Linked DNA regions of Oryctolagus cuniculus: regions 2, 3 and 4 are each linked to region 1. The links are chromatin contacts, called in public Hi-C and Micro-C maps. All regions are on one chromosome and are shown on one strand. Each heading gives the region's core, a stretch centred on a gene start, on an enhancer-like site or on the middle of the called end of the contact. The rest is flanking DNA. Distances are from core to core; before and after follow the strand shown. Region 1 holds the start of GADD45G (growth arrest and DNA damage inducible gamma). Region 2 has its middle 390 kb from the start of GADD45G. Region 3 has its middle 310 kb from the start of GADD45G. Region 4 has its middle 270 kb from the start of GADD45G.

Evidence for each region. A called contact is a pair of places that touch in the nucleus more often than the background predicts.
Region 2: a contact with region 1 is called in a Micro-C map of ear pinna, with 6 times the contacts expected there. The contact joins the enhancer-like site here to the promoter of GADD45G in region 1. A contact is called at or near these places in 6 of 6 Hi-C or Micro-C datasets (ear pinna, embryonic fibroblasts, liver and 3 more).
Region 3: a Micro-C map of ear pinna shows a contact between it and region 1, with 7 times the contacts expected there. The contact joins the enhancer-like site here to the promoter of GADD45G in region 1. A contact is called at or near these places in 3 of 6 Hi-C or Micro-C datasets (ear pinna, psoas muscle and an unstated tissue).
Region 4: a contact with region 1 is called in a Hi-C map of an unstated tissue, with 2.7 times the contacts expected there. The contact joins the enhancer-like site here to the promoter of GADD45G in region 1. A contact is called at or near these places in 2 of 6 Hi-C or Micro-C datasets (ear pinna and an unstated tissue).

Annotation. Positions count from the first base shown.
Region 1 is chr1:138,324,827-138,330,675 of mOryCun1.1, reverse strand. It overlaps GADD45G (growth arrest and DNA damage inducible gamma), which reads right to left and starts at 2,639. Exons shown (of 4, transcript XM_051847388.2): 1 at 2,469-2,639; 2 at 2,050-2,151; 3 at 1,722-1,935; 4 at 1,049-1,632. The coding sequence starts at 2,521. The coding sequence ends at 1,522.
Region 2 is chr1:138,716,379-138,722,227 of mOryCun1.1, reverse strand. No RefSeq gene overlaps it. Among named protein-coding and RNA genes, the nearest start is that of GADD45G, 390 kb to the right of the region's middle. Within about 2 kb of position 2,692, at least 3 of the 8 cell types and tissues checked have an H3K27ac peak or open chromatin away from gene starts, as enhancers often do. A contact at or near this core is called in ear pinna, where this site is marked.
Region 3 is chr1:138,633,850-138,639,698 of mOryCun1.1, reverse strand. No RefSeq gene overlaps it. Among named protein-coding and RNA genes, the nearest start is that of GADD45G, 310 kb to the right of the region's middle. Within about 2 kb of position 3,453, at least 5 of the 8 cell types and tissues checked have an H3K27ac peak or open chromatin away from gene starts, as enhancers often do. A contact at or near this core is called in ear pinna, where this site is marked.
Region 4 is chr1:138,593,871-138,599,719 of mOryCun1.1, reverse strand. No RefSeq gene overlaps it. Among named protein-coding and RNA genes, the nearest start is that of GADD45G, 270 kb to the right of the region's middle. Within about 2 kb of position 3,494, at least 3 of the 8 cell types and tissues checked have an H3K27ac peak or open chromatin away from gene starts, as enhancers often do.

The DNA.
Region 1 (5,849 bases), core at 1,390-3,889:
AAGCTCTCCCAGTGTTGTCTTGCCAAGGCTTCCACTGTTTGGACAGAATTTTCAAAGTGGCACCCCACCACCACCAGCAGCCACCTCAAGGATAGCTAAGGTGATCCCTCAGCCCCGCGGCCACCTTAGAAACAGCACGATGTTCTCAGGTCGGGCTGCCTGGCAACCTAGCTAAGACCATGCACGCCCCACGTGCACCTCTCCTGCAGAAGGCAAATTGCAGGGCACGGGGAGTACAATCAAGACGCAGCTGCTCTAATAAAAGCAGACCAACAGACTCAGAACGTTCTCTTCTAGCTACCTGCCTCCAAAACCCTCAAGGCTCATTCTATCCGCAATCCTCCCAGATCCTCCCAGCGCTGATGTGGGCTGAGAACTTTCCAAATAGCCGACAGCTGATGCAGTCGGCAGATCGGAATTGCTCACCCCTATTTATACACACACACACACACACACACACACACACACACACGCCGCCTTCCGATTTCTGCTGGGATCCTGGAAGTTCTAGCCCAGCCGTGATGGGAGACTGACTCATCCTTCAGCACTCACCAGTGTCACGGTTGATATTAATACCTTTGTAACACTGCTTTGTGTCCCAGCATTTCATAGGAGAAACATCCTGCCTGCCATCGCGCTCTGGGACCACAAAGGGCTGGGGCTGTAGCAGGCAATGCCATTGTGCACGAAGGGGCTGCCTGCCTCCTGCAAGCTGTTCAGATAAGCAGCTGTCCGGGGTGGGGGAGGGGAGGGAGGTGGAGGTCACTGTTATCCGATAGGATGGCGAGCCCTGAGCTGCTGCAGGGATGCCTGTTCTCAAGTCTGCCCCTCGCTTGCAAGTTCTATAATCTGTCCAAAAGCAGAGACCTGGGAGCCTCGCTCAGGCTGTGCCCTCACACCCAGCAGCCTCCCCTCCCCCCGCGGCCAGCACCAGGAGCCTGTCATTCTCGCCCGACAGGAAGACGGGAACAGGTGCCATCCGCGCCAAGCAGTTCCAGCTGGCCACCTCCCCGAGCAAGGGTCCCCACCCTCAGTAAAAGCACAGGAGTCTGTTTCAAGGGGTTTATTGTAAGACATCCTCCGGAAGACGAAGCATTGCCCGGATCCGTTTCTGAGAAGGCAGCGCAGTCTGCTAAGTCCCACAGGCTCCTGCAGCCCGACCAAGTCCAGGCCGTCTCGCCCGCGCTCTCCTCCTGCTGAGTCACGCTGGCCCGGCCGGTCTGTGTCCTTCCCGGCCCTGCGGCCAACGTCCCCGCCTCGGCCTTCCTGGGCGAGCAGCCGCTCCGGACACTCGCGGTGCGCAGCGTCCTCGGCTCCAGCCAGCCTGCCCCGCCGCCGCCGCCGCCACAGCCGCCGCCGGGCCCCCGCTGGGGGGGCCGCGCCTCCGCGCCCGCCAGACGCCCCGCCTGCCAGTCTCCACGCCGTGCTCTGGCACCCTCCGAGGGCCCCTCCACAGCCAGCCGCGCGCTAGGCGCCCCGGGACGTCACCACGTCGATCAGACCAAGGTCCCCGCCGGGCTGTCACTCGGGGAGGGTTATGCTGGGCACCCAGTCGTTGACGCTGCGGCTCTCCTCGCAGAACAGGCTGAGTTTCTCCAAGGCAGGGTCTTTCCACGCGTCCTCATTGGGGTTCTAAGGAGAGGGGAGAGCGCAAGCGTCAGCCAGCCTGGCCGACCGCGCCGGGGTGAGGGGAGGCGCTGGGGGAGCGGGGCGACACTCACCGAGATGAGAATGCAGTGCAGGTCGCCCGGCGCGCCCGCCTCCTCGCCGGCACCCACGATCGCGGCCAGCCGCTGCACGTCGCCCACGCGCACGATATCGATGGCGTTCTCGCAGCAGAACGCCTGGATCAGCGTGAAGTGGATCTGCAGCGCGATGTCGCCCTCGTCCTCCTCGTCGGCGGCCAGCACGCAGAAGGTCACATTGTCGGGGTCCCTGCGCAGGAGGAGTTCCCGAGGTCAGAGCCCCGCGGGCCGGTGGCTCCCCGCCGCCGCCGCCGCCTCCGCCGCCGCCGCCGGTCGCCCCCGCCCGGGCCGCGTCTATACTCACACGTTCAGGACTTTGGCGGACTCGTAGACGCCGGCGGTGAGACAGCCCTGGCGCTGCGCCGACAGCAGCAGCTCGTGCAGCGCTTTCCCGGCGCCCTGCATCCTGCGGACGAGCCAGCACCGTCAGTGGAGCCAGCCGAGGCGCCGCAATCCGTACCCCGTCTCCTCCCCGGTCCCGAGTGTGCACCCCCGGCTCCCCAGCCTGAACCAAGGCGCCCACACCCCAAGGCCCCTGCTCCGGCAAGCTTCCTGCACCCCAGCTTCCCGATCCTCCTGAAGCTCTCCAATCCGGAGCCTACATCCCCCGGAGGCTCGCCACCCGGCAAGGCGCCTGCCACCCACCCCTGCGCCCCGGGCCCATCGGCACCGACGGTGCTCGGCTCCCAGCCCAGCAGACAAGTCGCGCACGGGGAGACCCACCTGGCTGTGCTTTCCGGAACCGTGTCCTGGCCGCGGACTTCTTCCAGAGTCATGGTGCGGTGGCCGAGCAGCAAGTTATCCAAGAGCCGTACGCGCGTAGGACTGGCAGCTGAGCCGCGCACCCGCTCCCGCCCGCCCGGCGCGCCCACAGCCAGCGACTGCGCCCGGGCGGCGCGGCGAGCCCTTATATAGGCCGGCGGGCGCGGCGCCGCCAGCTGGCGCGAAGCTGCGTGCCCATTGGCCGGCTCCCGCTTTCTGATGCAAATGAGCGGCGGGCCGGCGGCTCGTGCCAGAAGGCCACGTGGGGAGGGGTGCGGGGGATGACAATGCCTCAAATCTGCCGCTTTTGTCGGAGTGTTACCAGGCAGACTGGAGCCTGCAGATTTCATCTCGCCTCCTTTTTTTTTTAAGTCCTTAAAAGGAAAAAGTTAAAAAAAAAAAAAGTGCTAACGCGAATACGATGCTGCAATTTGTGAAATGCACCTTTGAAGATTCTAAAAGAATTTTCTTTGCATTTATTCTTATTGCTACCTATTTTTTTCTTTTATTTTGAAGTTTGTGAGGCTGTTGTATTGACCCTGGAAATTAAAGCAAAAACACGCAGCGCCACTTTTGGGGGGGAGGGGGGTTGCAAAAGGCACAGGCTCCCGCCGCTGACTCTGCAGCCCGCAGCGCGGCCGGCCACGCCGGCCAAGCCTGCTCCAGGACCTTCGGGGTCGCACCCGCAGGCCGCCTCCCCGCCCGTGGCCCTGCGCGGCGGGGCGCCGGCGGGGGCGCGAGCAGCTTGCGGCCGGCGCACGCGGCTCCTTTGCATTTCTATGGAAGGCGCACAATAGCAGGGGTCTGGCGTGTGGCGGTTTGTAGAGGGGACAATCGGGGCTTTCTCTTCATAGCAGCACTGTCCACCTGCCGCAGCCCGTGGCGCGCCCCCTGCGCCGGCCCCTGGGCGTAATCCCACCCCGCCGGCGCCTGGGCCGCGTGCCGAGCCCCTCGCGCGAGCTGGAAAGGCCGCGGGGCTGCTGCACGCAGACCTCGCGGCTCTGGCTCGGGTTTGGGGAGCGCGGCTTGGGAATTCCCCCTCCCGGGGCGCCACCTACAGGACACACAGAACCGCGGGCCACACACGCACCCGCCCCTGACCGCGGCCAAGCTGCGCCGCAGTGGAGACAGAACAAAGCGTGCCGCACGCACCCGGGTGGGGCTTGGAGACTGGGGGCGAAGGGGGCCTCCTGGGGAGAACTGACTGAGTTCAGAGCCCGTGTGGCTCTGGCTGGGTTGAAACAGCCGGGAGGACTTGACCGTGCGTCTGTAACAAGCCTGGGTTCCAACGAGGGGATAGGGAGACCGGAAGTGCTCTTGGGAGAGCGTTGCAGGCTGCAGCTTGCAGCTATGGGCCCTATGGGACTCGCAGGTCTGCGGCTGGCGGTGCTGCGCGCCCCGGGACGCACACCCGGGCTCCTCCTTTCCGGCCGGGGCGCTGGGCGGGGTCCCTGGGGAAAACAGCCTGGTGGCTCCGTGCTTTGCCTTCGGGCTCTTTTTCAGGCCGGCGGTACTGCGGGCTCCCGGACTTAGGAACGCCGAGCCTTGCTGCCGGCGCCCTGGAGCCGGGCACGCTTGGCAGCCTAGGGCCGGGCGAGGCGCTGGCGTTCCCCGGCGGAGGCGCGCTGCAGCCGCCGGCTCCCTGGGTTCCAGGGCGTGTGCGTTCGCCCTGGAACGTCTCTGAAACCCGGAGGGCTGCCTCACCCCGACTGCGAAGGGGGTGGGGGAGGCGGGGGGGGGGCAGCTTGGACTCGCTCCTTTTGCTGCCATTTCCTTTCCTTCCTCCTTGGTGGTCTCCACAATGACTGAATGCCTGGGTTGGATGAGATGTGTCCATTTTTAAGTGATTGAGACTTTAAGTGTTGCCCTTTTGAAAGCCATGAGCATTTCTTAAAATGCATGCGTTGTGGGGGGGTGGCCCAGGTGATGCTGGGAAGAATGACTTATTTGACATTTGAGGACCGCCTCCAATTTCTGACACCAAGAAATCGGCCCACACACCAGGCCTGAAGCCTCAGCCCCGCCCCCCCCCCAAGGCCTTTGCTGCATGGCCCCTGCTGGGGGCGAGCAAGCCCACTTCCCCGCCCCCCCCCCCCCAGCCGGTCTGGACCAGCAGAGATGACTGACAGCCCCCTGGGGCAATGCTGCTCGGCTCACATTTTTTAAGATATTCAATTTCAGGAAACCCAGCCTTTCTGACATAGGATCTAGCCTCACACGGTGTAAAAGGTCAGTCTCAGTGGTCCCCCAAGCCCTGTCAATTAGGGAAGAATCTTTTTGTCTGGAGACAGAGTTGGCCTCACCATCGCCACCACCCTGCGGCTCAGGCTCAGGCCGGGGCCAGAGCTGCTGGCGGTGCCCATCTGAGACACCCGGGTCCTGTGTGCTGGGCATACTCTAGGAAGGGAGTGCGCCAGGCCCACCCAAAGATGCTGGGCACTAGCAAATGCCCACCGCCCGCTGTGCGGCTGCAGCTCTCCCCAGCCCTCCCACACTGTGCGTCCTAGGCGCCCCTGAACTTCCTCTGCCTCTCAGCCACGCAGGAGGTGGTGAGCTGGTTGTTGAGGGAACTCCTCAGAGATGGATGGTTTTAAAAACCCTTTGGAGGGCCGGCGCCGCGGCTCACTAGGCTAATCCTCCGCCTTGCGGCGCCGGCACACCAGGTTCTAGTCCCGGTCGGGGCGCCGGATTCTGTCCCGGTTACCCCTCTTCCAGGCCAGCTCTCTGCTGTGGCCAGGGAGTGCAGTGGAGGATGGCCCAAGTGCTTGGGCCCTGCACCCCATGGGAGACCAGGAGAAGCACCTGGCTCCTGCCATCGGATCAGCGCAGTGCGCCGGCCGCGGCGGCCATTGGAGGGTGAAGCAACGGCAAAGGAAGACCTTTCTCTCTGTCTCTCTCTCTCTCTCACTGTCCACTCTGCCTGTCAAAAAAAAAAAAAAAAAAACTTTGGAAATGTTTCCTGCTCATGGCCCACTCTCTGAGTTGCACGGCCCCGGGGCGGTGGGGGGGGGGGGAGGAGCTGGTGGACAGATACACTCAGTTTGCAGAAGGGTGAGTGGGGTCTGCAGGCCTGGTTTCTTTGGCCTATGGGTATCTTAGAGAAAGCCCAGTGCATTGCCACCTTTCAAAACCAGCAGTGTTCGTGTAAAAACCCGGCTTTCCGGCCTCTCTTGGAAAAATGGAAAGACTTGGCCACCGTCCACATGCCTACAGTCCCTGTGTCCAAGGACATCATCGGGGGCAGGGGGGAGGTGCTGGGGGTTCTGGGACCCCCCCAAACTGGGCCCTGCTCTCCGGTTCCCCACAAGCCCTCCTGCAGCCCAGAAAGACACCTGGCTGTGC
Region 2 (5,849 bases), core at 1,443-3,942, 390 kb before region 1:
CACGTATCCCCTCGCTCCCCTCCGTGAACCCCGCTGAACCGTAGACCACTTTACCTGCAGGCACATGGCAACCCAGCATTCTCCACCTGTGACTCTTCAAAGCAACAACGCCCCACTACAAAAGGGAAGAAGAACATAATAGAAGAGACCACAAAGAACCCATCTGCAAATTGCCCTCTAATCCCTTCTCTGAGCGTCAGATTAAAGCATGGGGCTGTCAGGAAGGCAGACGGTTTCGAGCCATGGATGAGATCATCCAGAGAGTTCGTGGGGGAAAATGTCACTTCAGACCGCTGCCTCCCTCATCCTCCTCGGTGCAAACATAAGTAGCTGGCTACTAAGTACACCGCCAGGAATAAGAATGGTTCCTTTGTGAACGTAAAATACCGATACTGTGATATCAACACCTTTGCTGATGGGCATTTACACCTGGGAGTGGTTAAAAAGCCACCACGCCCTCCAGGAGCTATGGATCCTCATCCCAGAGGAAAGAGTTCCCCAATGGATTGGCCTGGAAGCTCGAGCCACATTTTCCTAAGTGTGGCTTGGAGTTACCCCCCCACCACCTTTCTGTTGGTCCATCTGGAAACCTCTTCCAGGCTGCCTTGGACCTCTCCTTGGCTGGGATTCTCACAGCAGTACCTTCCCCGGAATGACACGCACACGCTCACACACAGACACGGACGCCTGTGCAGAGCACAATGCATGCTTCTCTCAAACACGCACAGGCACCTACACAATGTGCACCTACACAACGCCCCCCCCCCCCCAGGCATACACTCAGGTACGCACAGTGATCTCCGGTGCTCAAGCAAGTGCAGAGACTACACTAAGTAAAGGGTGTGGGTTCCTTGCCCCAGCACAAGCCTCCCTCCCTAAGGAACCTTCCCGGCCTTTGATCTTGAGAAACACGTAGCTGCTCTTTGGCCCAGGTCCTGTTGTACAGTCTCCAAGATTTCGTTCTTTGAACTGTGTGTCCACATTTAAACCTCCGGGTGGCAGCAGAGGCCCGTGGTTGAAGAGCTTCCGGGCGCATGTGTGGTGTGTGAACACAGCATGTGTGAGCCGTGTGTTGTGTAGTGTTGTGTTGTGATGTGTGTGGTTTGTGTGGGGTGTCTGTGTGTGTGGCATGTGTATACTCATGAGTGGGTATAGTCTTGTATGGTGTGCTTATGTCGTGTGTACAGGCACTGCATACAGTTCATGTGCGCACACACGTGTGGCGTGCGTATTGTGTGTTCCTGGTGTTTGTGTACATGTGTGTGCAGTGTTTACCCATGTTGCCAGCTCTGGGTATGCATGTATATTGCGTGTGGTGTATTGAACGTAGAGTGATTTGTGTGTATGATGTGTGTACGCATGCATGTACCGTGGCATGTCTGGGTGTACACGTGTATGCGCGTGCTGCATGTATACGTGTATATGTGTGCATACACAGGTGAGAAGCACAGGTATGTGAGGCAGCAGGGCAGCCCAGGGCCACCTTTCTAAGGAGAGGCTGGGTGGGGGAGGAGCTGCCCAGGTAAGAGCTGGGGGATCCCTAGCAGCAGGTGCTCTCCTGCTGCGCAGAGGAGCCACCCCCGGGGGCGGGGGCAGCAGCGGCCGGCCCACCTCCCCCTTCCTCATCCCCACTTCCCTTTAGGGTGAACGCCTGGGGCTGTGCCTTCTGTTCATGGGCAGTGCCCTCTGGGGGTTGGGCTACTCCTTTTCTCCTTCCCAGCCCTGTGCTCTCTGTCATGGCCCGTGAGGGAGCCCCGAGTCTTGCCTCGAAGTCTCAGTGCAGAAAAGAGCTACTGACTGCACACCAGTAGGGGTGTGGGGGCAGGGAAGAGGGCCCTGGCAGCCGGCAGGAGCTACCAGAAGCAGTTTCTCTCTCCTCTCTCTCTCTCTCTCCTCCTCCCTCCTTCCCTCCCCCCCCCCCCCATTGGGAGCCAGGAAGGCCATTGTTCCTTTGTTGATCTTCTTTGGAAGACAATGGAAAATCTTGCCTAATCTCTTTGCCTGGAGCATCTGATAAGAAAGTTCTGGGAGGAGCTGATAATGGAGTTCTTTCAGATTAAAGCTCCCAGACGTGCAGGCACACCCCATGTCCATTCCCTTAACAGAGTGGGAGGGCATTAGGAGAATGCAGTGAGACAGGGCAGAGTGTCTGGGCAAGCTTCCTTAGGGGGAGCGCAACAGAAGGGCTCGCCTGCGGGTTTCCAGCCGCGTTTCCCGGGAGCAGGGGGCAGTGGCTCCTCCATTCCAGTGACAGGTGCTCTCCCCATGCCCTTCCAGCAGCCCCGAAGAGTGCCGCCTGGACCTCAGAGCGCCCTGGCAGCTCTGCCGATTGTACCACCAAGGATGGAAAGCCAAGAGTGCAAGCTGCCGCCCCTCCGCCGGCTCCCCTGCCAAGAGCCTCCCTCTCCTGTCTCCAGCCTGCCCAGGGCTCCTCTGCCGGTGCCTGTCTGCCGCTGTCCCCCCTGGGGCTCGGGGACCGTGAGACAGTGTGCAACGCAGACTCCCTGCCTGAGCTGGGTGTCAGCACTTGCCAGTTCTGCTGGGAACATGGAGAAACTTGCCCCGGGGTGACCTCGCTGTCCCATCCCTGGCCTCGGGTGTGCAATTGTTTATTTCCCAGCCTGGGAGACAGCCCTGAGCTCACTCACCCACATTCTGGGCTGGGGCACACTGTACCTACGGTGCCCTTTTCCCTTAGAACAGGCCTGCTGCTGCCAATGTTCTTTCAGCGACGTGCCCCACTGTCCACAGGCTGCGCACAGCCAGGGCTGGAGGGAGGCGGTGACCTGTGACCTTGGCTCTGCAAGGCCGCTGGGCTGCAGCCGGTGCACTTAACCTTCGTCCTTAATGATTTGCGTCATGGGCCATGTCTATCTGATTTCCTCTCCCCTCCCCAGGTTCAGACTGCAGGTGAGATCCTCTCACTTGGACACCTCCGAATTCACGGAGCCACTGATACTATTTTTAGCAGAAGGCAAGCTGGTTCTCCCAGAAAGGTAGCTCCTGCCCGGCAGCCTCCCAGGGCTGCCCAGGGATCGCTGACGCGGATGCGGATCGGCTGCAAGGGTTTCTCTCGGAGGCAGACACCTGTCTCCAGAAACTGTACTCACCTGGGATCAAAGACCAGCCAGGTCTGCTGAACTCCAAGTTCAGATGAGCAGCACCCGATGCAGGCTTGCTACCTGGTCAGGCATTGCTGGAGGCATTCGCGCCTCCTCCAGGGTGTTGTATCTTCAATGTTAAACCACAGAGCAGGCGCCTGAGATGTGGCATGGCAGGTGAAGCCACCGCCTGCAGAGCCAGCATCCCATGGGGGCACCTGTTCAAATCTCAGCTGCTCCACTTCCCATCCAGCTCTCTGCTGTGACCTGGGAAAGCAGTAGAAGATGGCCCAAGTCCTTGGGTCCCTGCACCCACGTGGGAGACCTGGAAGAAGTTCCTGGCTTCAGATCAGCACAGCTCCAGTGTTGTGGCCATCTTGGGAATGAACCAGTGGGTGGAGGACCTCTCTCTCTGCCTTTCAAATAAATAAATAAATCTTAGAAAAAAAAAAAAAAACACAGAGCGGAGCCCATTCAAACTTCTGTCCACCATCCGAGCAAAGGAATCCCAGAGAGGCAGTGGATTTGCAAGGCGACGGAGTACTGATTGGTTTCGAACGAGATTGGCACTTTTCTCCCTCTGAGATGGTGTAGGTGACTGTATACGCTGAATGGACCCAGGGCAGTGTAGGAAACATACAAGGCTTCTTTCAGACAAACCACAGATAATGAGCATAAAAAGATACTGTCTCCTTCCCTTCTTGTGCAGGTTTGTTTCTGCCCTTGCAAAACAATGATAATGTGTTAATAAATAATAATAGTATTCATGTGACCTACTGTGAGTAATGGAGAGAAAGGGTAGGCAGATGTGCCCCCAGCACAGCGGCAGTGCACCTGCCAGCCTCCCTGGCCTACACCAGGGCATTGCTGGCCCAGCAAGGTGTCTCTCACAAACAGGGCCCCAGCCTGCACATAACCAAGGGCTCGGCGGGGCATGTGCAGATCTGCCTTGATTTGAAGTCATTGCTGTTCAACATTAAATACAAGATCTAAGGTACAACGGATATTCACGGTGTATTCTTACTGGAAGGAATAATTGCCATGAAGGCAGAGGCAGCAGGCAGTGACAGGTTCCCCAAGAGTTTACTAAATGTCTTTATGCACCGCTCCTCTGCGCATGTCCACAGACGATGGGAGGAGGAGGACCTGGGGCAGGTGCAGGGAGCACCTGTCAAGCCTGCGTCTCCGAGGACAGCGGGGCAGCAGTTGGGCTCACTGGCCACGGACGGCGAGGAGCCGGTCAGCACTGCTCTCTGAGCTGTGGCTAATGAGCTCCTGGTGGAGGGACTGTGGGTTTCAGAGCATGTGCCTTGACAGATGGGGTGGCCTCAGCAAGGCGGGGGTGCACTTGGACCTGCCAATCACTGGCTCCAGGCCTTGGGGAGAGACAGAGAAATTGATGGAGAGCAAGCGAAAGCACTTTTCAACACAGGCTGGCCTTGACCCACGAGAGACCCTCTCCAGGCCTCGGACCAGCTCTTGGATGCCTCCGGTGGGGGAAAACTCTTCCCCTTGGGCTGTGGTTCTCTCGTGGGGCCCTGGGCCAGCAGCCGAGCCCAAGACTTGCTAGGAGTGTGAAGTGCGGTGCCTCTCACACCTGAGGGTTCGCTGGACAGGCGAGGGTTTGAGAATCCTGAGCGAACTCATTCTCCACATCAGGACCAGTATAGCTTTCCCTCCTGCTCAGCTCTTCCCCAGGGCCTGCGGTGCGGTATCACTGGGCACATCTGTGACCCAGATGGACTTTTCTCGAAGCACCATGGAAAGAAGCAAAGGAACTCCATGATTTAACTTACATTTCACCTAGTTTGAGCTAGAAGTGCTGCATGAAATCCTAAGAAGAGAGCAGCTCCAAGACAGGTTTCCTTTAAACACTCCGCAGGAGCAAGCTACAGTCCATGGGCGCGGCACTTGCTCCTAGGAGACCCTTTGAGGAACAAACTCTATGGAGAAACCAAAGTTTTCAGCTCCGGCTTGAATATATCCCATTTGAAGCAGCAAGGTCAGGCCGGAAGTGGTGCAGAGCAGAGGGTGAGTGTTTGGAGAAGCCATTAAAATGGGGATGCCCAGGTCGGAGTGCCTGGGTTCAATGTCCAGCTCCAGCCCCAGCCCCTGGCTCCTGTATTCCTGCTAATACAAAGTGTGGGAGGCCACGGCGATGGCTCAAGCGGCTGAGTCCCTGCCCCGCACATGGGAGACTCGGATGGGGTTCCTGGCTTCAGCCCTCCTCCGCTGTTGCAGGTCTTTGAGGAGTGAACGAGTATATGGAAGTTCTCTCTTTCGTTCTCTCTGCTGTGCAAATAAATTTTTAAAAAAGTAGTTTAAAGAAGCACAAGCCCAAATTCTGCAGAGGATGAGCTCCCCATTGGATCGGTGGGCTTTCATGGACGGGACTCCAGCATCTGCCGCCCAGGGCTGTCCGCCATTGTAGGGCACTCTCAGGCACTGTCGCCCGTGCAGACCCCGGGCCGACCCAGCTGCAGGCAGCACCTGCCACCTCCCAACACAGGCGATGTCCACGCCGCCTGCCATGGAAGGCCAGAGAGGGGATCGTGGAAGACAGCTCTCTGTGGCACCCTGCGGTGTCTTCACATCCATCCCACTGACCAAGCTTTCGGTTCCCCTAACCGAGCAATGCAGCTTTATATGCTTCCCCCCGTACATTCTATGGGAGTCAAGCACGAGGTGACCGCATCGAGCGTGGACACAGGGTGACATCGATGGTTTGGAGACCACGGCTCGACGCCT
Region 3 (5,849 bases), core at 2,204-4,703, 310 kb before region 1:
AACGCGCTGATGCATAGCTCCCAAATGACAGTTTTGTTCACCAAAAGTCTCTCCCAGAATAGAAACTGCCCACAGTATTTTTCTTGGGAGAACATTTGTCTGGCAACTTCCCTGTTGACGGGTTTGGGCTGCTACACTCCTATGCCAAGCACGACACAAAAAGCCATCCCCTATTTGCCATTTCGTGTTTTGTTACGCAAACTCTGCCAACTGGGATGAAGACACGTTTTTCTAGTCAAAGGCCTCCGACACTTGGACTGTCAGCGTGGAAATTCCTGGAATGCCAGCCGTGCACGCGCTGGCCGGGGTGGTTTGGCATTTGGGACTTAAAGCTGGGGCAAATGGCCCCAATCCTCTTCTGATCTCTCTCTCTTGCTCTCGCTCTCTCGCTCTCACTTTCGCTCTCTCCGGCATTTGCAGCCTTCAGCAAAAGGAAAATTATGACTGTCTTTTTTTGGGGGGAGGATAGGGTTTCTAAGGCGCCGTGTCTCCCTGAGGGATACCCGTGTGCAGGCTCAAAACCCCCCAGCTAAAGACCACGGCGCAGCTGGACCCCCTGTCAGTCCAGGTTCTGGGGGCGGGGCCTTCAAACGGCGCACCTGTTGCAAGCAGGCGTTTGCAAAGGGCCTGCAGCTGCGAGGTGCGGTTTGCAGGCAGCTTGCAACACACACACACACACACACACACACGGTGCTTTGTCAGGCCGCAGGGTGAAGCTCGTGATGAGTGCGTTTTGTTACTGCTCCTGCCGCCGCAGCAGAGAGAAACCCCCGCACGATTCCACAGGGTCCCTGCGCCAAGCGTTTATTCTGAGTGGGCCCCAGTGACCCAGGCCTTTGCCCAGGTGCCCACGGTTACGATGTCCCTTGCACGTGGGGAATAAACACCAGGTCCCAGCCTCCCGACCGTGACCGCCAGCCCCCTCTGCGCGCGCTCTGCGCTCTTCTCTGGCATCCGTGACCCAGATGCTGGGAACAGAGCCTGGGACAAAATCGCTGAGCATTTAGGCACTTCGCATTCTCTGCACTCCCTGCTAGGAGCGCATGCGCATCTGGAGCCAGGCAGGGGGCCAAGGGTTGCAAGCCGCCAGGGTGTGGCTCAGGAGCCTGAGTCTGGATCCAAATCAATGGTGGGAACCGCAGTTCCGCCTGTCTTGGGATCCCGGCGGTATTTTTGTCTTTCCCACCACCGCCAGCGTTTGGTCTACGTTACGGTTCCCGATGGAGAAGTTTTATTCCAGAAAAAGAATGTGTGAGCTGTTTCTGCGTAGGCGTTGAGCGAACCCAGAGCAAAGCCGCCAAGAGGCAGCACGTGGGTTATCAGCCCTGGTGTCTGCCACTTGAAGACGGACAGGGCAAAGCCTAGGGGGGCAGCCTTTTTGGCAGCAAGAACCAGACGGCCTGGCCCCGCTGGAGACATCCGGGCAGCAGCCCCGCGTGCTCCCGGCATAGGCTAACCACCGAGTGGGTGACTCCCGGCACCCCGGTGTCAGCCAGGCAGCTCAGCACGTGCCCAGCGCCCCTGCCACCAGGGGGCTTCTGCTCTGTTAGAGACCCGTACCTAGCCAGTCAAGGACAGAGCCGCCTGACTTCCTCCGTAATCCTGCCCGTGTTATCGTCACTGGTACTGCGTTAATATCAACACCAATGGCAGCTTGTTTGTTTTTGAAAGAATTATTATTTTTGAAAGAGTTACAGAGCGGGGGAGAGAGGATGAGAGCTTCCACCTGCTGGTTCACTCCCCAGATGGTCAGTGGGGCCGGCAGAAGCTGGGAGCCAAAAGCTGCATCCGGGTCTCCCACGTGGGTGGCAGGGGCCCAAGCACTTGGGCCATCTTCTGCTGCTCTTCCCAGGTCATAAGCAGAGAGCTGGATCCGAAGTGGCTCAGCTGGGACGTGAACCAGCACCCGTCCGGGACGCCTGCGTCACTGGCAGCAGCTTTTCCCGCTGCGCCACAACACTGGCTCCAGAGCCTTGGTTTTGAAATTAAATGGCTCCTTCTCACCATGAATCTTGAGTCCTGTACAGAAAAAGGAGCTGTTTTGTCATTTTGTTATTTCTTTAACTCTCTGTCTCGGTTTACTTTGGCAGAGCCATCGCTCAGAGCGAAACTCAGCAGGTCTCCAGGCAGAACGAGCAGTACGCGTCCCCGCGTGGCCCGGGCAGCAGGAGCCAGGCGTTGCGCCCAGCCTCTCTGGCTGGCCCAGGGCCTGACGACAGGCAAGACTATGACAAGAGGGAGGGGCGCTGGGGCTGAGGTTCGCTGTTTGAAGGTCAGCTTTCCTGCGCACAAGGCAGAGGTCAAGCTGACGTCTCTCCCTGTTTTTGAGCAAGCGTGTTCCAGGAAGCTGCTCTGGCCCGTGGCCAAATGGCTGTTGTAGCATGATGTTTTTGGGGGTCAAGTTTCCTGCGGCAGGCAATGCTTTGAGTTCCTGATATTGACATCAACAAACCTTCACAGAGTAACTCAAAGTGTAATGTGGGGCAGTGGATTCCAAACTGAAAGATAAAGTAGCAATCACAGGAAAAAACCGTTGACAATTCGCTGATTCCACGCATAGGAATTTGCTCTCTGCATTTTTCTTCCACGCAGGACACTTGACGTTCTCAAAGCCAGACGTGATGCCGGCTAAAAGGCTTGGAGCTTACCCATAAATTACATTGCCCCGTAACTGTCCTGATTGAACCACAAATCAAGCAAGACATTACCTTTTATCTGCAGAGATAAATGAAGACCCACCATCCAGCCCTCTTTTTGCAGACACCCTCGTGTCGAGTGATTAAATAAGACAGTGCACGCACCGTCGCCGCAGTAGAAGGCATCTCGAGGATGCCAGCTCCTTTCTCTTGCTTCTGAAAACCAAAGCAAACAAACATCTGGCTGTAGCGACGGGGAAACACCCTAGAATTATTCACCTTCAGGACTGCAGACAAAATAAACCAGCCCCTCCACCAAAGAATTCAAAGGAACGAACTTGTAAATATTGTGACTGATTACAACAACAAGCGTGTCATTCACTTCTTCGGAAACGAATCCAAACAGGCCTCTGTGAGCCGCCAGTGCCCGGCAGTGGCCTTGGCAGCTCCGTTGGTAGAGGATCCGGCAGGGAGAGAGGAGAGCCTGGGTTCCTGCTGCTGGCCAGGTCCCGGGGGTGGCTTTCAGCTGTGCAGTGGGGATCAGGACACCTCCAGGTGTGCCACGCATGCCCCTCCGTCTTCCCTCGGGGGACCTGACACCTGGCTCTGATCCCCGTGCGACTGTGCGACCAGCAGGGACCAGGTGGGCTATCTCCCTGGCCCCCCCACACACAGCTGCTCCCCCCACCCCGGCCACCAGGCCCGGAAAGTGAAAGTGTGCTTCTGAGAACCGTGGATAGCGACCTACAGGAAGGCGCCGTGTGGTTTCCGTGACCCAAGCCTTGACTGGAAGTGGCTGCAGAGCCGTGTGTGGGCCCTGCGCCTGCCCTGCAGGGTGCCTCCCCCGGCGAGGAGGAGTGCCTTCTGCCCGGAGGGAGGCCTGGGGAGGCTGTCCCTCTGCCAGCTCCTGTGTGCCTCCCAGGAATCAGCCGCTGTCAGCAGGGCAGTGGACAACTGCTGCTCACCCTGACTTTCTGGGTCAGAAACTTTCAGAGCTGCCTCCCGCGGGGACCTGCTCCATAGCTCGTGGCGCTCCTGAGGGAGGGCCAGGGAGGACAGCTCGGGCCCTGGGCCAGCGTCACCCCAGTTCCCTTTGCAACTCGGGCACAGGCACCAGTTCCAGCCCCTGCGGCACCGACCGAGCATCAAAGAGCAAGCAGGGCACAGCCTGGAAGCCGCTGGACAGACCGGTTATCCCTGCAGGCCCCGGCAGCGCCAGCTTCCGCCCACGCAGCTGGAAGAGACCGTGTGTGCTTGGAACGTCTCCGCGTGTGTGGACATACACTCGTGCCCTCATACACTCACTCCCGCACACTCACACACAAGGCCACTGCAAGGGGCCAGCGGGAAATGGCCTTCAAAGAGAAGTGGATTTGGGTGCAAAAAAAAAAAAAAAAAAAAAACTGGACGTCCACACATACCCTCATGTGCATGTATATTTCATGGAAATGCGTATTATGAAACAACTATGAATTTCAGCAGTTTTTACACCAAAATACCCCCCTCTTTGAATTCCGTTTTCCGCGTTCTCTTTGACTTGCTTGCAAATGTATTTAACTTTACTATGAAACATCCGACAAGCAAGCACACGAAGCCGAACTGAGCAGGCGTAACGCTCACCGCAGACATGTAAACAAAGGTGCCGTCACCTCCGAACCCACGAGAGAACCTTGCCACCCCCACCGGCCCGCCCCACGACCCCTCCTCCAGGTAACCACAGGGCTGAGTGTGTGCGAGCCCCCCTCCCTGTCCTTGTCACCCCACCAGGCACACCAGGGGGCCTTGTTGTGCTTTGGTGGGGGCGGGGCGAGGCGTGATATGCTTTGTAAGCAAGTAAGCTCCCTCATCAGACAAGGACACGGTGCACAGTGAACATCCATTTTGATTGACACACGCGTGTACCCCGGAGTGCGTGTGCGCGTGCCGCCACTCGTCGGGAGCACCATGAGAGCCTCCGTCGCACAGCGCCCTGCACCTCCTGATGCCGTTCCTGGCCTGAAGAGTGACAAGTACTAATTAATGCTGTGACTGTGAAAACCTGAACCTGCACAGAGTACCTCAAGCCTGTGCCCCCGGTACCGATTCCCTGAAAAAGGCCCACGTGGCACTCAGAGCCAGGCCATCCCTGCACATGGCCCGGTCCGTCACTCCCTCGCAATTGCCTGACACCCTCGCCATCCACCTCAGCTCTCAGCTTCTCCAGGAGGGGATGTGGTGAGGGCCCTCCATGCCACTGGGCGCAGCCAGCAGGGGGATCCCAGGGTCGCGTGGGCCAACTTGTGGCTGCGTATGGGAGCAAACTGCAGATACAAATATGGGGACCCGTTGTTAGAGGCAGCCATGACTTAAAGTGAACTTGCACAAACTTGAAATCAGATCAGTTTTGTTAAAATCCAAGGAAATAAGTGTCCACACTCATCTCTTCCTACCCGACCGCACAGGCTTGTGACCGGAGCTCCCGTGCTGGTGTGGGCTACGCCCATGTCACAGGAGCATGGCAGGGCGGGGGCTCCAGCGCTCTGCCAGGAGGGGTGCCGGGCTGCACATCAAATGAGACTCTGGAGGATGCACAGCAAGGGAACTCACACTCACTCCCGGCCAGGTGCACACACACACGCACACACACACATGTGTACACACACCACACAAATACTCACCACACACACACACACATACACATGTGTACACACACCACACAAATACTCACCACACACACACACATACACATGTGTACACACACCACACAAATACCACACACATATACACACAACAAACACACACCACATATCATGCACCACAAACATGACTGCACACACCCCATATATGCACACACAAACATACACACATGTAACACACACCCAGGAATATAATGTACCTACCACACAAATAAACATATATATACCACACATGCAAATATATGCTCCACACACATACACACCACAAACACACCCAATATATACACACACTTCGTATACACCACACATTTATACAAAGGCCACACACATGTGCACATATGCTCCACACACACAAACATACCTCACCCCACTTACCACAAAAATAAGCATATATGTGCATATCTCATATACACAAATACGCCTAGCACAAACACACAGGCACCACACACATTACATACACACCATACACACGCACACACTGCAGACATCCCATACACACACACACACACGGGATGCATAAATACACACCTCATAAAGA
Region 4 (5,849 bases), core at 2,245-4,744, 270 kb before region 1:
CAAGTCTTATCCTAGGCACATAGTGTTCATCTGTTAGCCAAAGCCACCAGGCCTTCAGCTGGGTCCCCAGCACACCCCCTAGGAATCAGACAATGGCAAGAGCACCTCCCCGGTGGCCGAATGATTTGTTGGTGTTTTTAGGGCCCCGCCTCATCTGTGCCCGAGTGATAGAGACAGCTGGGCACCTTGTCCCCACTCTGGTGGCCGGACAAGGTCTGGGAGCATTCTCACCTGCCCGGGGCCCGCAGGCAGGACACCGGCACTTCCCACGCACTGGCTTCTGTCTGAAACAGCTGCCTCCAACAGAGCTGTCCGCGAGGGCGGACGGTGCTCTGCCAGCCCTATTCCGAAATGCTTGCGACCAGAAGGGTTGTGAAGGTTGGATTCTTCGGACATTGAAATATTCGCAACTCTGTAATGACGTATATCAGAAATGAGAGCAAAGTCTGAAGATAAAATTCACTTATGTTTCATATACATCTTCTTCCACAGCCTGGAGATAATTTTGTACCATTTTAAAGAATAACTTTGTGCATGAAATAGATTCTTCTCGTATGAAATTTTCTGCTTGTGCTGTCATTCCTACGCTCAAAATGACTCAGGTTTTGGATTTGCAGATAGTGGATGCTCAATGGGTAGCAAGTGGCCTCCTGTGTCTTCTGAGTTTCACGAACTTCAGTTTTTGAGTTTATTTTGTTCTAACGAATTTGAATGCAAATGTGCATGGCCCACGTGGCTCGTGACCACCATGCTGGGCAGCACAAGGTCCCGGGCGCCGTGTGTGCACTCCACCTCGCCACGCAGGCATGCACTGAGCGTGGGGGTGTGCATTCAGGGACTTTTGGGTTGAGGTTTCTCCCATTGACAAGGAGCAGCCGTGACTTCCTGGGGCACCCACTCCAGGTGAGGTCTGCTCCAGGTGTCTCACACAACTCACCCTGTTGTCAAAGCCATCCTGAGAGTTGGCACACCCTTCCCCTGGACAAGGGCACTGAGGCAGTCCGGTCGCTTTCCCTGGCAGCACACAGCAGCGACGGTGGGGACACGTGTCCCTTTACCGGCTTCTGCTCCATATGCAAAGCCGCCCCTGTGCCAACCTTGCCCTGAGCACAGCCCAGTCGTATCTCGCAGCATCTGCACTCTCCTTATGGGGGCCTGTTTGTCTCCTGGGAGACCATAGCTTCCACCCAGAAGGCCCAGGCTGCACTCTTGGAAGGTACACATTTTGGCTCCCAATTTGGCCTCAGGGGTATCCAAGGCCCTCAGAAAGGCCCTTGGCAGCCACGGCGTGTGGTTGTATCCTTTATTCTATTGTTGAGAAAAACGGGCGGGGGGTGCCTGGGCTGTGGGCCTGACCCTGAGCACTTGCAGAAACAGCAGCTGTCCAATCTGGGATCCCCCCCACTTTGGTGTGCACCTGTGCCCTGCAGGAGGGACTGTGCCCATGGCAGGGCCACCGAGCAGATGGGCGGGATGGGGGTGGCCAGCAGCCATGAGCGGTGACTGGATGCACTTGCCATGGGCACCACTCCCAGCTGGCAGCACTGGACACCTGCCCACCCTCCCCTGGGCTGTCCACGGGCTTTGGATCGCATCACGACAGAGCCTGTCAGAAATAGAGGAGCTTGGAAATCACTTTTGAAGTCGTGTTTTCTGTCTCCCACCGGCGCTGTCTTCGAGCTGTTTGTGCACGCTGGTGTTTCCTCACGTTTCGTCACCACAACACTGACATGATTGACAGCTAAACAGGCGGTGCTTTCTCAAGGCCAGAGCCCAGGCTGCTGTGTGAGAAGCGGCCAGTCCTCACCCATACCTGTGCACGCCTTTCTTCCCAGCACACACCTGTACACACTCACCAGCCTCCCTCGGGGCCACATGAAGCCGTGTGGCTAAGTTCTGCCCATTGAGTGTGAATAGAAATTGTAGCTCCAACCCTAGCCCTGTCCATAAACCCCTGCCAAGCTTCTCTGTCCATCTGCAGTGGGGGTGAAGACGGATCCTAGAACCTTCTCTAAGGAGGAGCCTGGGTTCCAGAATGATCGTATAGAGCCAAGAATGCCTCCACCCACTGCACAGTGCTCTGAGTGGCAGCTACATTTTTATTTCAGCAATCCCCTGCAGCTTGGGGGTGTCAGTCAAAGCCATTAGCCCACTCTGAATACTCCTAAAATCCCTCCTCTTGTCATGCGTCCTTCACTGATTTCCCCTGTAGAACCCTTAGAGAAAAGCATACAGATAACAACATCCACCTTGGAACGATGCTGGCTGATTTTGCTTCACTTGCACAAAGTGAATTCACCCGTGATCTGCACAGCAGCCAGAAGCTGAGAGGGCTGGAAAGCACCTCCGTGGGCGCTGGTGAAGGGGCTGACGCTGTACACGGCCCCCACGCAGGCTTTGCAAGAAGTCCAGCCTGGATCTGTGGGCATGGTTTGGGTGAACACATGCAGGAAGACGTTGGGAATGAGTTTGGGCTGGTCCACCCCTTTACAAGGGTGTCATAGCTCAAATAGCCATACATTTCTGCAGCACGTATGGGTGAGGTTTCTAAGTAAGGCAGAACTGAGCGGGACCTCAAGCCACCCCCAAGAGATCAGGGGCTGCAGTGAGGTGGACATGGGGCAGAGGGTCCGGGGGAGAGGGAGGGGCAAGCAACAGGCCGTGCAGAGCCTGTGAGGTCAGGTGCAGGGGTTCAGACTGTGTATCTGGAGCAAGGAGAGAAATTGCCGGAATCCCCTAAACACGATCGGGTTTATGATTTTGGAAGTCTTCCTGGTGGCCCAGGGATGGAAGGAGACAGTGGGAGGCCACAGGCAGTGTAGACAGGGAGGAGGAGGCGTCAGAAGTCAGGACACTGTTCCATGGCCAGGGGTGGGAGATGGCCCCACCTGGAGAGAGCCGAAATTCAGGAGAACCTAGGAAGAGAAGAGGAATTGCATTCCGGCCAGGCCATTGCAGCAGGTGGAGCAGGAGGGCTTTGAGGAAATGAGAGAAGGGAGGGGGTGGGCTGCAGATGTGGCCAGAGGGTGTCCGGGGGGAAGGGATGCGGCCATCCAGTGAGAGCCCGGGAGATCTGGCTCGAGCAGGTGACTCAGGAGAAATGGCACGGTGTTGGCAGGACCGCGGTGACCCCCGCTTTCATCAGCATCTGAGTGTCTCTGCCAGAGAGCTGCCCACAGGAGCCCACGCCTGCTTCCTGCTGCTGGAAGTGCCCGAGGGATTTGCTGTCTTCCTGCTGGGCCTCCCGGTCTCTGCTAGGGAGCGCCCCTGGGCAGCAAGACCATGCAGGTCTTTCTGGAGTCGTCTCACTCAGCTTCCCCTTCTCACCTGCCCACTTTCCTCACGGGGGAGCCTGTAGCAGGAACAAAACAACATCAAGGTCAAAGCTGCTCTCCCTTTCCTAGAAAGCACGTGTGAGGTCCCAGCTGACCTACAGGAAAGCAGCCAGGGCAGGAAACTGTTTATGCAGCCCATGAGGTTCTGAGTTCACCAGGGCACTCTTCCAGCGTCAGGGGAAACGAAACTCAGCTTCAGGAAATAATGTCACCAGATCACTGCGCGCTCCCAGCCGCACGGGGGGAGCCAGAAGCCATGCAGGGCGCCTCGTCACACTGCGCCGATGCAGATTATTTTCCCGAACAGTCTCTCGCATGCACAGCACAGGGCCATGACACCAGGAGAAAGGACCGCCACTCCAAGCACCTGACAGCTGGGACTCAGCACTCAGCAGAGCTCCACAGAACAAGGGCAGCCTGGCTCCAACTCCTTAAAACTGAAAACAAAAGACTTTCTTTTTTCCACGTCTCTCTTTTATGTATCAGTGGCTTCGCACACTCAGAGAGCATGTGAGCTTCTACACCCATTTTACAGATGCGCAAGGTAGGGGGAGTTCCCTCAAGTCAAGGCAGGCCTCAAGACAACATGCATGTGCAAACCACTGCAGGTTGTATGTCCACCGCCTCAGCTCGCCTTTGACCATACTGGGACAGGAACAAGATCTACCCATCTCGCAGCCCCAGGACCTGATCTGAAAGTCAGGAAGGACTCCCAAGAGACCCAGGGAATGGTGCACCTGCTCACAAGTGCCTTTGTTACAGGCCTTCCTCAATGTTCCATCCCCCGCTCCTCCATCCCACTCCAGATTCGATGGCAATAAGTTTACACGTAACTACCAAGTGTCTTTGGGGAAGGCATATAGTGCACCAACTGGGACAGCTGCATCCTGTATTGGAGTGCCTGGTTCGAGTCCCAGCTCCTCTGCTTCTGATCCAGCTTCCTGCTAACACTCACCCTGAGAGGCAGCAGGTGATGGCTGGGTTGTGCATGGGTTCCTGTCACCCTTGTGGAAGACCTAGTTGGAATTTCAGGCTCCTGGCTTCAATCTGGCCTTGCCCTGGCTGTTGTGGGCATTTGGGGAGTGAACCAGTAGATGTAGGCTGTCTCTCTCTTTCTCTCTCAAATAAAATGAAAATAAAATAAATTATAAAAAAAGATTAAAGAAAAAAAAACTATCAAGTGTCTCAGCCCGAGCTTCTTTGGATCTATCCCATTTGGCAAACTTGGGAGGCTTAAAGCCGTGATTTCTCCCAATATATTTTCAGTCTCACTCTCTCTTCTCTCCTTCTGCAGCCCTATTGATTGCCATGTCCCCCCTTTCGTCCTACAGGTCCCCGAGATCATTTGCGTCTCCGCCCTGCACACTGGGCTGTTTCCTCCCTGTTGCTCAGGTTGTGTGCATTCTGTGTCCTGAAGCTTGCCCAACCCCACCCCACCATCCCCCCTGCACTCAGCACCCCCCCCAGATAGTTTCGAGTTTGCATCATTGCTGTTGTGTGCTTACTGGGGTCTTTTATAATTTTCATACATTTCTGATACTGTCTAATTCTTTGCGGATATTGTCTTTGTTTGTTTCAAGGGAATTTGTCATTGCTAGATGAAGCATTGTTACACTGGCTGCTCAGAGACTTCTAATATCTGGGACTTGGGTTCTCATTTGAGTTGTTTCCCTTGTTCTTGGTGCAATGAGTGATTTCTCATTGGATCCCACCCACTCGTGATCTGATGGGATCTTGTTTTTTGAGCCAGGAGCCCCTTGTTGAGACGTAGCATAAGGTCCAGCTGTGTGTGTCCAGGTTCCCTCTGGGCCTCTGCTGGTACAAGGGTTGGGGGAATCACCACTGGCCCCGCACCCGTCCTGCTGGTCCCTCTCCTATGACCGCAGGTAGCAGCTTATGCTGTCTGAGAGAATCAGCTCAGCTACCCACTGGTCACTGCGGCCACCAGGGAGGGGACAGGGAAACAGAACCAGCCTCACATCCCACCAACCTCTTCTGCCTCACTGCTACGCTCTGAATACTGTCTCCCCCTCCACCACCTCCAAAGCTCAGCTGGAGATGATTCCCCACTGTGAAGTATTAGCTGGGTGGAAATTTAGGGCACTTCACCTGACCTTGGGGTTTCCAGGTGGCACCTCGAGGAGCTGATTAGGACTAGGGAAGTTGATCAGGGTGATACCCCATGATTGCATCCCAATGATTTCATGAGACAGTGTGGAGTCAGCATTGTGGAGTAGCAGGTTAAGCCACACCCCCCGTGGGTGCCAGTCCAAGTTCTGATTGCTCTACTTCTGATCCAGCTCCCTGCTAATGCCCTGGGAAAAGCCATGGAAGATAGTCAAGTTCTTGGGCCGCTGCCACCCACGTGGCAGACCCAGATGAAGTCCTTGGCTCCTGGTTTTAGCCTGGCTCAAGCCTTGGCTATTGCAGCCACTTGGGTAGTGAACCAGTGGGTGGGAAATCTCAATGTGTGTGTGTGTGTGTGTGTGTCTCCCTCTCTCTCTCTCTGTAACT